2 separate regions of the Mus musculus genome follow, and region 1 is linked to region 2. A link is a contact called in public HiChIP or PLAC-seq data. All regions are on one chromosome and are shown on one strand. The core of a region is the stretch at or near the end of the contact, and the rest is flanking DNA. Distances in the headings are between cores, read along the strand shown.

Region 1 (5,749 bases), core at 2,491-4,990, 46 kb after region 2:
CATGCAGGCCCCCATGAAGAGCACCACGTTCTCATGCCGCGTCTGCCGGTAGTTCATCACCTCTTTCTTGAACAGCTTCAGGTGGTCCTGATTGTGGCCGTCCATCTCCAGCAGCCGAATGGCCACCTCGCCATGCCAACGGCCTCGGTGCACCCGGCCCCAGCGACCCTGTCCAATGGGCTCGCCCAGTTCCACCTGTTCAAAGGGGATGTCCCACTCTTGCAGGTAAACGCTGGTCTGGCTGGCCTTTCGAGAGATGGGGCCCCTCCAGGGCCGGCGGGAGCTGGGGAGGTCGTCCACCTCATCCTCCTCGTCATCCTCTGCCTCTGACTTGCCAGCCTCAGGCTCCTCAGCCTGAAGGAAGAGGGAGGGAGGGAGTCTGGGTCTTTTCTTCCTGGAGTGCTGGCCAGGCGCCCCCACGCCTGCTACCCTGGCCTCCTGGTCCTCTCTGTCTGAACACACAGCTTCTGATGTCCATGCTCCTTGCCTTCACTGCGCTGCACTGCAGAGACCCAAGCTTGGTTCATGTTTCCATTTGAAGGCCAAGCCAGTGGCTTCTTTCTTTTTAAGACAGGGGCTCGTGTAGACCAGGCTCGCCTCCAACTTACTATGTAGCAGAGGATGACTTGGAACTTGTGACTCTCCTGACCTCTACTTTCTCAGGAGCTGGGATTACAGGCGTGCATCACCACACCTGACTATGATGAAGACAGCGGTTCTTGGCAGGGATCAGAACTCACCTATCAAGCTCTGAGAGCATAGAGATGCCAACTCCCACCCCAGGCTGACTGACTTAGCTCCCAGGCCCAGGTCTGTGGGTAGGGAGTGAGAACAGGAGAATAGAAAGGTTCTTCTTTCAGCGAGTTCCCTAGCTTGCACTTCACATTCTTCTCCCATGCGCGTATCTACCCACACCAGCCGCAACAGGCTCAGCACCCTCCTCCCCCATGCCTTCCACCTACCCTGTACACCCTAAGGAGGGGACACGGGGCAGCTACCTTGGGTCTCATACATGGTGCTCCTACTCACCTCTGCTTCGTGAACACCTAGCACATCTGTTTTGGGCTGGTCGTCGAGCCTAAGAGTGAAATGGGCTTTGTCAAGGAGACTCTGGGCTGGGCGGGGGGGGGGGGGGGGGTGGGGGGGGGCGGGGCGGATAAGGCAATGTGGATGCTGGGGACTCAGGCAGGAGGCTGACTGGAGTGGGTGAGGATGAGGGTGGGCATTTGGTGCAGGGCCCCACATTCCTGCCTCTGGGACCTGGCTATCACATCCTTGCTATGTTAACTCGTGTCATCTAACCCCTCAGAGTGGTTGCACCCTCTGGGAGACCTACTTCACTGGCTGAGAACTGAGCGACCCGGAGCCAAGTGCTCAAGGAAACCTAATGGAGAGGGGATCCAGAGGCAGGGGTTATGTTTAGTCTCTGTTCACCTCCGTTCCCTCGAGGGCCACAAGCCTGCTGCCGTTGTATACCCAGCCCCACTCAGGGCTCACTGTTCTGCCAGGAGGCGATTGACTCCCAGGCTCAGAGGGTCAGAAATTTAGGGGTGGGTTGGGAGATGGCTGGGGAGGGTTCATACCGTGTACTGTCGGCTGTGCTGGACAGCGGGGCTGCCTGAGAACAGGCTGAAATGTCTGTAGGAAAAAAGAACAGGAGCAGAGTGAGAGAGAGCTTGCCTTCATCCCCAAAGACCGGCACACCAGGGCACCCCCTCTCTCCTGAGCTGCCGCTGCTCCTCAGGCCACTTCCACCAGGAGCTTACTGCGTTCTGTAAGCTGCCACAGACTCAGTCTACAGCCTTTGGTCTACATCGCTGCCCCTGGCAGAGGCTCCACGTGAGTGACTCTAGAGAGACCCCAATAATTAATACCAATGCCCTGGGCCCAAATGATTCTGCAAGTGACAAAAGCTAACACTACTACCTCTGGTAGGAAGCAGGGCTAGCTGTCACTTTTTAAAGTAGGGACCCCCTTTGCCTAGCTAGTGGCAGAGCCGGCAGCTCTATGGCACCTGATAACACCTGTGATACCGACATCCGGTATATAGCTGCGGGTCACCCAATTGGGTGGCTAGTGCCATAGCTCTGGGTAAGATGAGGGAATTCAGTCTGTGTACCAGGAGGCTCCAGGCCAGGCAGCTGAGGCTGACCCCTGACCCTAGGTAGTCTAGTTGTAGCATAAAGACCCGCCTCTAGGGCACCAGAAATAGATGGTCCCCTCAAAAGTGGAGGCGAAGTGCTACATGAAGAGTGGTGGTAGGGGTCAGTGCTCCCCTCTTTCAACAAAGAGGATCAGTTAGTAGAAACTGCTCAAGCTGTCAGTAGTCCCTCCCCTGCCCGGACAAAAACCTTCCTTCTCAGCCCGCGGAACCAAACTCTGACAGAAGCTGTGGGCCTTCTTAACGGGGCACGCACACATGTGCCTGACATCCTGGTCAGTGTTGGGAGTCCACGGGCCTCAGAAACATCTCCAGCCTCTCCGGCTACCGCTATAATGGCCTCTAGACTACCAGGCCAGCATGTCCACACGTGCTCAGAACATTCCAGAAGCTACACATGCCTTAGATGAAGTGTAGGAAGTGGGGGTGTGGGCGGACGTCTGGGAAGCCTCACACCTGCTCTTGGAAGCTAAGAGTACATTGTGCAGTCTGTTCCTACCTGTCCCTGTTACAACTGGTATATGGGGCTCTACGCCCACCTTCAGGACAAAACAGGCCATTCAGGAAAAAGCACTGTGGCTCCTCGGTTGGGGAGGAACACTAGTATACATAGCCTAGAGATGGTAACTAGGAAGGCTCTTGGGAGGTAGGGGATCATACAAAAGGGGCGGATCTCCCAAGCTGTGACAGCTGGCGATCACACCCAAGTAGCGTTACAGGGATAAGGGTTGCCAAATGCTCCAACTCAGTTCCTGAATGGAGCTGATCTGGGAGATAGAAAGGCCTGGAATACCCAAATACTGAGTCTTCCAGTCTTGGCAAACCAGAGGAAAAAAAAGACTATTAGAGTCAGCTAAAGCCCACTGTGTGGAAATACTGTATTTCCAGCGGGAGGAGAAAAGCATTGATCCTATACAGACAGAAGGTGAAGAAGTATGGCCAAATGCACAGGTGTGCAAAAATAGATTTTTTTTTTTTGTAGGAGGGAATCAATCCATGCCTTATTGAATGAAAGTTTTTTTTCTTCAAACTTTCTGCAGTGAGAAGGTAGTTCCAGTGACGGCCAGCAGGGGGCGCTGTGTGTTAAGGCTGGGAAAGGCAAAGCCAGCTGACAGATGCCAATGCCTGTAAGACTCTCCCTAATTGGCTTTGCCTTGTTCATTATTCACCAGGCACCATCAGCAAGCAGTTCCTCTCCCTCATTCTGCAAATGTGTGAGTTCTGCTTTCTTATCTGTCTCTTATCACTTCACAGCAGTGTGACCCTGAACCAGTTCCCTGTAAAAGACTAGGGAGGATGGACAGACTCCAGAGTCCCATCCAGCAAGGTACTGCCCACATGAAGGTCCACACCTCCAGGACTTCGCAACCTCTTGCCTAGCTGCAGTGGACTCAAACGTGTGGGGAGAAGGCACCCGGCGGGAAGGAGAGGGTCCCAGCAAGGGGCAGTTAGTGGACCCACGCAGAAGACTCACCTGGGAAGATAAACTGCTGTCTATGATGAATGAAGTAGGCAGCTTTAAACAGAAGAGGAGGTGAGTCACACAGTGCACAGGCAGCGCGGGAGGAGGGGGGGCGTGGGCTTGGGGGGAGCAGGCACTGGTTATTGGCTTAGGCGGCTCTGCCCCAGGGGCTCTGGTGAGAAAAGGTGGAGCCATCCAGGAAAGAGACCCAAATTAGGAGAGAGTCGGGGCGTGGATAGCCCCGAGTGGTGATGCTGCACTAGAGATGGGGCGGCAGCACACCAGCTCGGTGGTTCCCTAGCCGCACAGCCCTGGCCAGTGCGCATGGGGGAAAAGCTCGGACCAGGTTTATTCTAGAAAGATGTCCTTGAGTCAGGAGGCTCAGGTAGAGTAGGGAGATCAGTGGCTTTGACAAGGTTCAATGGTGTGTGCAGAAAAGCCTCGTTCCCTTCAGTCTGGCCCCGCCCGGAAACAGCTTAACCTCACTGCCTGAGTTCTGGATCGGGCTAAGTGCTGTGATTCCAGACTTAGAACCATGACATACCACTTGCTTATGTTTTTGAGATGCTTGCTATCTTGCTTGGGCTGGTTTCAAACACATGGGCCCCATTCTCCTGCCTTGGCCTTGCAAGAAGTTGGAACTCTAGGAGAGTCCAACCTCGGCTCTACTCCATGCTAAGGCTCTGGGGACTGAGGAGGCAGTTAACCCCTCAGTGCCTTATTGAACAAGGGAGATATATGAGCTTGCCCAGGCTTTCCTGTGCAGGACAGCTATGAGGATCCTGGACAGCACAGGACAGGTAGGTGGTGGGAGGGGTTCAAGCCTTCTCAGTTCCCTAGGGATCTGTCTGTGAGTCCACTATGATCATGGAGAAGGTGACACTTCTGCATAAGGGATGAAGGAAACCCATCTCCTTTATGGGTCATCTGTGTTAGTGGAAAGGGTCCGATCAATATAATAAAAAAGACTTTTTTTTGTGTGTGTGTCCCTTGCTTTTCAAACTGGCCCTTCTGTGGAAAACCCAAACTAGATGGTTTAGCAAACAGAACTTGTTCAGAGAGTAAAGGCAGAGCAACAGGAAAGGAAGTGAATCCAGGGGCTGTGGCTGTGTTAAACCAGAGGGTGGGGTGGTACGCAGGGCACAAACTTCACTGCACTGTTAGGAGCAATCCAGCCACATGCATATTAAGGAAGGCACAAGAACAAGGGACGGAAGAGTCCTACCCCTTGCCACCCCCAAGAGAAGTCCCAAAGTCCCCAATGGGCCAGAGGCTGCTTGGCCAGCTGCTGGCTGTATATAGGGTTAGTGTCGGTCTCATTAGCCAGGTGAAGGGTTGAGGGGTGTGGTGGTACTCTTGTCTTTCTGGGCTTAGAATTCTAGGAACCAGTGATGGGACTGATCTGGATCCTGTGGGCTACAACAAACAGGAACATCACTGTGCAGCATTTCCCATTAGGACTAAAGACCAGATAAGCCCAGGACTGAGGTTTGACATCTCTTGCCAAGGTGACAGCTAAGTGCCATGTAGGTAAGTGGGCCTTGCTCTGCACCCTGGAGACAGGGCAGCCCAGTGTGGCTGACCAGAACCAATGGTAAGACAGGAATGCAATCCTGGCCTCTTCCAGCAGTTCCGGGGCAACCGGGATCTGAGCATAGCTTCTGAGGGCAGCTGGGCTCAGCTCTGCTCCTCCAGGGTTGCCCCAGGGCCCGGAATCCTCACCTGCTCAGTGGTGACCACCTTATTTTAATTCCCTATGGTCTCTGGGTGGCACAGGAAGGGATGTGAGATCGTCTTTGCGTAGCTAGACCCAGGCACAGAACTGGGTATGCAACAGATGCACTGTAGGTTTCTTGCTCCCTGCTGCCTATCACGACACTCTCAAGTTCAGACATCAGCTCTGAGAGAGGATGATGCCGGGCAGAAACTACGCCAAGCCCAGGCTGGCATCCCGGGTCATCCTAAGAAGCCAGGCTCTGTGTACATTGCTGGGCCAGCCACTCCTCCTTCCTTAACCCCAGCGTCCTCATCTGTATGAAGTGCATTAATCCTATGCTCAGCAGATGCTCTGCCGACTCAGCTCTCGGGGGAGATGGGGAGAGATCTGAAGGTATCCCTCGGGACCC
Region 2 (6,060 bases), core at 1,487-3,986:
CCCAAATGAGGTCATTGTATAGAAGGTGGGAGGGGCTATTTGTACTTGGTTACTAATTCATAGATAAACTTTAGGACTGAGAGACTTTGGGAAGGTCTGTATGGCACGCCTCACCCTCCCCTCCCCCCCAGCAAAGGCACAGAACCTGGGACTATGTTGATTTAAGTGATGAAAGGGACTGTGCTGATAGGTTGAAGTCCATGGACTTGGGGAGATTGCTAAATTACCCAGTCCAGCCTTAAAAAATCACCAGTATCCTCATAAGAAGGGTCAGGCTCTGAAATAGATGGAAAGAAGAGGTCTGTTCTGGTGAGATGCATCAGTAGATAAGTGCACTCGTAACTGAGCCGGATGATGCAAGTTAGACCCTCAGGACCCAAATGGCGAATGAAAAAGTCTGCCTCCCAAAGTTGTTCTCTGACCTCTGTCACATACACACACAAACCAAACAAACAAACAAAATCAAACAAACAAATACATTTTGTCTAGAAGAAGCGTGGACTGCCGAGACTCATCTTCTACCCAGAGGCTAAAGTCTTTTGCTTCCCTTTCCTGTTGGGACATGCAGAAGGCAGAGCCTACAGACAGAGTATGGTCAGCTCAGTGGTCTACTGGGGCACACAGTCTGGATACCAGCAGTGTCTGGCATATTTTCAAGCCAGAAGGCCCAGCCGTCCCAGAAGTTCAAAGACCCAGACAGTTCCTCAAGCATCCTAACAGCTTTGGTTTTACTGTCTTTGTGGGCGAGGAAACGGAAGTGCAGAAAATTAAGTAACTTGCCCAAAGCTACACAGCTGGTTAACGACAAGCCTGGGGTTCAGACACTAGAACCAATGTTCTCCGTCATAGGTGATATAGGCTCCCTTTCATGAGGAAGCACATACATGCCCTTGGCCCCTGGTCACCAGGGTCACACAAGAGAGTCATACTGCCCAGTCCCATCTTCTTCTGGACCCTCATGGGAGTCAGCAACCAAGCCTGTCCATGACATGGCCCTCAGGCTGTGACAATACTGTTCCTCTGCAGGACAGGAGTCACATGACTTTTGTACAACGTCAGCACTTCAGTGGACGTGTGACCCACAGCTGCAGAAGTCAGTGGGTCACTGAGTGAGACCAGCCAGGTAGGAGGACCTGTGATCCCAGTGCTACGGCGACATAGCCTCCATGTCTCCCACCAAGACCTGTTTAACCTCTCCCCTCCCCCGTGGGAGGATTTCCCTTCATAATTGAAAATATTGCTTTTTCCTTCATTTTTTTTTTCTGATTGTTTTAAAGATGGGGCACTGTTCAAGACCAGGCTGGCCTTGAACTCAGAAATCCGCCTGCCTCTGCCTCCCTAGTGCTGGGAAAAGTCTACTTTCTAAATTCAAGTTGTCAGCTCTGCCTGGTGGGAAACCAGAGTGGGTGTATCATGCCCCTGTGACACGTCCTGCCCTTGAAGGCCCCACAGAGACACTGGACAGTCCCTTCTAGCTTTCCCATCTACCTTCCATGCAGGTCCCAAGTTAGAAGCCTTAACCCTGTGGCTGAGGACACTGGTAGCCCCAAGCAAAGCCCAGAGCCGTGCTAGATCAGGCTCTGACGCTGGGCTCTGGCAGCCAGCTCACCTACAGACCCTGCTATCTCCCACCTGCACACACGGCGACTCTACAGAAGGTTCCTGGGAGCATCACTTTCGTCTCCATTACTGCCATCTCCCCATGAGCATCCCCTCTTCTGGGAAAAGCACTTTCCTTCGCTGTCACCCACCATCTGAGGACATGTGGCAAGGCCTCGACCTCTCAAAGTCTCAGTGTCTCCACTTACAGTGTGGCTACTAAGCTTCCTAGTGTATAAACAAAACCACCTATAGACAGGGGGTGGAAAAAGGAGCCCAAGGCAGCCCTTTGCACCCTGCACTAAAAGACAGTCCCTACTTGCCTGTCTGCACACACTCTGGAAGTGTTCTTGGGTGAATTCTGATGTGGCCCTTGGAGAACAGAGGGGAGGGCTTCCCTGTTCCCCTCCCGTGCACTCCCAAGACACCTCCATGTTCCAGGTGCTGTTTAAACACCCACGTGTGCTATCTGCTTTCTCCTTGTTTTAACCTCAGGAGACAGACTAAGTATTATTTCCATTTTACAGATACAGAGAGGAGAAAGTACTGCGCGTGCGACATCACCTAGTTTGTAAATGGCTGAACAGAGATCCTCTCTAAGGCAGACACTTTAAGTGTCATGTGAATATCTGCTACCTGCTACCTCCCCCCACCCCCAACAAGCCCATCCACATCATCATATAAACCGTCTCCTTCCTTTGTAGATGCTACCAGGTAGCATGGAACAGGCACATGTTAATTCACCTCATAAATCATAGTGAGTGGCACCCTTGGGTCCTCAGAGGCACAGCAAGCCTAGCATGAGACACGAGCTGCATCAGGATGACCCAGCTGACATGCCTGGCATGTTTGTCCCTTATGTGCTGTCTGCAGGACACCCCACCCTCTATCTGTGCCACTCCGTTGTTTCCCCACAGGTCCAGAGCAACTTCCCCTGGATGTGGCCGTTAGCTTTTCCTCAATCACCCCACAACTGCATCCCACAACTCACCGGGTTAATGTATGGAGACTGGGCACTGAAGAGAGCCATCTCTTCTATCTCAGGGGAACCAATGCTCTCTTCCTCACTCGATGGTGGACGACAGAACTCTGCGCAGGGCAGGGCTGAGCTAGGAAACAGAAACCACAGCTATTTGGCACTTCTTCAAGGGGAGGAGCTCAGTGGCTGAGGGAAGTGTCTAGAGAAAAAGAAAGCTGATGTCAGGGTGGAGGGCTGGAGGTGGGACTCAGTGGGAGGACCTAGGACCAGTGGACACTGGGTGTTCCCTGCTCTGCCTTGACTTTCCCTTCCTGTGCTCTGCCCAGAGAACCAGTCACATGGCCAGCAGGCGTTCCTCGACAGCCTCGGCCAGAAGTGGCTGTGCTTCTGAGCCTGCTTCCTCACCCCATCTAGCAGAGCTGAGCCTTCATTTGTCCTCTGGGTGGGCATCCGTGGAAAAGACCTTCCTCAGACCTTTGTATGTGCAGAGAAAACAGTGCTCAGAAAGACCAAGGGGCAGCATGAGCAAGGTTACACAACTCCTTACGGGCACTCCGAAATCTCTGTGATGCTGTAGGCTTCCAAGAAGCATCTCTCCCTGGTGTGAAAGCTTAACCATGGAGAGCTATTTTGCAAGAAACACACCACCGCTGAGGTTGTTAATGTGGACTATGTGGGGGCCCTGGGAACTTCATTGCCATCTGCCTGTGAATTTGTCTGTTCTCCTTGTCTCTCCCCTCTGTCCCTCTGTTTTGGGGTAAGAAGAGGAAACATACTTTGGACACAGTAGAATATTCCAAGTGACAAGGGAGGAGACCCTAGGAAATATTTGAAATAGTTTTGAAGCCAGGAGAGATGACCCATCATGAATTCCCAGCATGCCTAGTCTACAACATACATAATTGCTCCCTCCTCCTTTCCTCCCTCCCCACTTCCTCCTTTTCTTCATGTAGACCAGGCTGGCTTTGAACCCAGTATGTAGCCAAGGATGGCCTTGAACTTCTTCTTTTTTTTAATAATTTTTATTTTTTATTTATATGTAAGTACACTGTAGCTGTCTTCAGACACACCAGTAGAGGATGTCAGATGTCATTACAGATGGTTGTAAGCCACCATGTGGTTGTTGGGATTTGAACTTTGGACCTTCATAAGAACAGTCAGTGCTCTTTTTTTTGGTTTTTTGTTTTTGTCTTTGTTTTTTGTTTTGTTTTGTTTTTGTTTTTCGGGCAATTAGCGCTCTTAACCAGTGAGCCATCTCTCCAGCCCCAACCTTGAACTTCTGATCCTCCTGCCTCTACCTCCCAAGTGCTTGGATTATACCTATGACTCACCTCTACCTGATGGTGCCGGGGTTAGGACCTAAGGCTTCCTATGAGCTAGACATGCACTCCACCAACTGAACTACATCACCAGCCTTTCCCTGCCTTAAACAAAAACACAAAACCAAAACCCAGCTCCTGCAGCTTAGGTTATGAGTTAAGGGAAATAATCAGTGAAGCAAAGAATTGCAGGACAGGTTTGGGGTGGGGGTGGGACTGGGGAGCCAGGAAAACAGACTTACCTGGACTCATTCAGGACTTTGGGATTGCACTATGGCTAGCTAGGAGCAAGCTTGCTGTGACAAAGCTGTGGTCGTTATTCCCAGAGAAGTATGGGCTGCAAACTTATTCCCACAGCATCAGTGTTGGGAAGTGTACCCGGCACCATGGGAGCTGATTCGGTTTGGGGACTGGTTCTTTTCCTTGGACTGGTGTGGCTTAGCAAAAGACATGCAGCTGCAGATTTGACCTCTTGCCTATATTTCTACCTTCTGCCTTCAACCATGCAGTCATAAGACGGTTATCTTGGTTTGTGCTTCCCAGCCTCCAGGGTAGAGAGAAAGAAACATACATTCTCTATGAACTAGTTAGCCTACGTTCTCTATGAATTAGTTAGCCTGCAACATTCTGTTACAGTATCACAGAATGGCCCTCTGGGTACCAAGGGATACCAAGGGGAAAATCAGTTCCAAGGAGGAAGTCAGACACTTATCTGCAACACGATTTCTTCTTACACTCAGCCGAGACACACCAAAACTTGCAAAGACTAATTCTTAGATATGCTTTCTTAGAGGCCACGCGCCTCCTTTTACCTTTGCCCCAGTTATAAGTGCCTTACTCAACAGGAACTGACTGGATTTCAAGAGCAGGCTATCCTGTTGGAGCAAAGTGGAAAGGGAATTCTTCGCAGTCCTCTGGCTATCATGGACACCAAGGACAGTTTTGTCATGCTAGGCAACTACCAACGGGTTGGGATTTGGGGCAACTGGAATCCCCATTCTCTGCAAGTTGGGATGTAAAAGAACCCAGCCAGAACTGGTGCTTCAGCTTCAATACAGCAGCCAGGCCCTTCTCCTGTGCCCCAGCCCTGGCTGTTTGTTCAAAACAGTTCTGTGCATCACAGCTCCAAAAAGGAAGCAATACACAGTCACGTGAGAGACATCAGGGAACTCCGTGCATTTGAAGGGCCCTTGGCTCCCTGGGAATGGGGAATACATGAAAGAGCCAGATATAGTCGAGCCTACACTGTGGCAATGCCATGCACATCCAATCCAGCAACAGCTTGCCACTGGGGCTGCTGCCTGAGAGAGGCACAGACTTCTGATGGCGGTACATGCTCCGGATCGTGGTCTGGGAGATGGTTCCTGCTAGCTACATAACATTCTTCTATTGAACTAGCATCAGCATGTTTCCTTCTAGGCAGAGAGTACCTCAACAAATCACAGCTAAAAGGAAAAAAAATCTCCGAGAGCCTTGAAGGACATGGGCCCAGCTGAGTTCAGGAAAACAAGTCATTTAGGGGTGATACTTGCATTTGATGGACATTGGGATTCATTCCATTTGTGGATGTTATGTTTAAAGCTGTTGTGAATTTCTTAATTTCGTCTTCTACTTCTTCCTCCTCTTTCTCCTCCTCTTCTTCTCCCTCTTTTTCCTCCTCCTCTGCCTTCTTCCTCCGTTAAGGACAGGGTTTCACTCTTTAGCCCTGGCTGTCCTAGAACTCTCTCCGTAGAACAGTCTGGCCTTGAACTCACAGAGATCTAACTACTTCTTGTGCCAGTGAGTTTGTAATTAAAATCATGTGCCTCATGCCCAACAAAATGTCACAATATCTTGTACATACCTTTGTGTGGACCTAAGGGGGTGTTTTGCTTTGTTGTTTTGTTTTTAGACCAGATCCTCACCTTGCCCAGACTGGTCTTGAACTCTCAATGAACTCAGGATAACCTTGAACTCCTGATCCTCCTGCCCCTGTCCGATGAGTGTTGAGGGTTGTGTGTGTTTTAGGGAATCAAAACCCAGGGCTTCCTGCTCCCTAAGCAAGTACTCAATCAAGTAAGCGATAGCTCAGTCTCTGGACATAGGCTGTTTTTTACTTTGAGTAATGCCTAGGAATGGAATTTCTAGGTCATAAGGAAAGCTTATGAATAAGAAACTACTGAG

Evidence for each region. HiChIP or PLAC-seq counts read pairs in DNA pulled down with a chosen protein or histone mark.
Region 1: an H3K27ac HiChIP or PLAC-seq map of the HPC-7 cell line shows a contact between it and region 2, with 5 times the contacts expected there. The contact joins the enhancer-like site here to the promoter of Lgals9 in region 2. A contact is called at or near these places in 3 of 39 promoter capture datasets (the SN4741 cell line, macrophages and pre-B cells), 2 of 15 datasets of contacts at CTCF or cohesin (CD8 T cells and large pre-B cells), 18 of 484 Hi-C or Micro-C datasets (the 63-12 cell line, B cells, CD4 T cells and 11 more), 10 of 115 datasets of contacts at active chromatin or transcription factors (the HPC-7 cell line, the SCID.adh cell line, T-cell acute lymphoblastic leukemia and 7 more) and 5 of 9 other capture datasets (adipose tissue, embryonic stem cells, liver and 2 more).

What each region holds. Positions count from the first base shown.
Region 1 is chr11:79,027,446-79,033,194 of GRCm38.p6, forward strand. Ksr1 (kinase suppressor of ras 1) reads right to left here. Exons shown (of 19, transcript NM_013571.3): 11 at 1,584-1,638; 12 at 1,030-1,078; 13 at 1-354. It overlaps Gm11201 (predicted gene 11201), which reads left to right. Exons shown (of 6, transcript NR_045873.1): 2 at 76-225; 3 at 664-810; 4 at 3,202-3,288; 5 at 3,416-3,695; 6 at 4,998-5,749. Among named protein-coding and RNA genes, the nearest start is that of Gm11201, 6.7 kb to the left of the region's middle. Within about 2 kb of position 3,741, at least 118 of the 459 cell types and tissues checked have an H3K27ac peak or open chromatin away from gene starts, as enhancers often do. A contact at or near this core is called in CD8 T cells, the HPC-7 cell line, adipose tissue and 3 more, where this site is marked.
Region 2 is chr11:78,982,188-78,988,247 of GRCm38.p6, forward strand. It overlaps Lgals9 (lectin, galactose binding, soluble 9), which reads right to left and starts at 2,737. Exons shown (of 10, transcript NM_001159301.1): 1 at 2,591-2,737. The coding sequence starts at 2,629.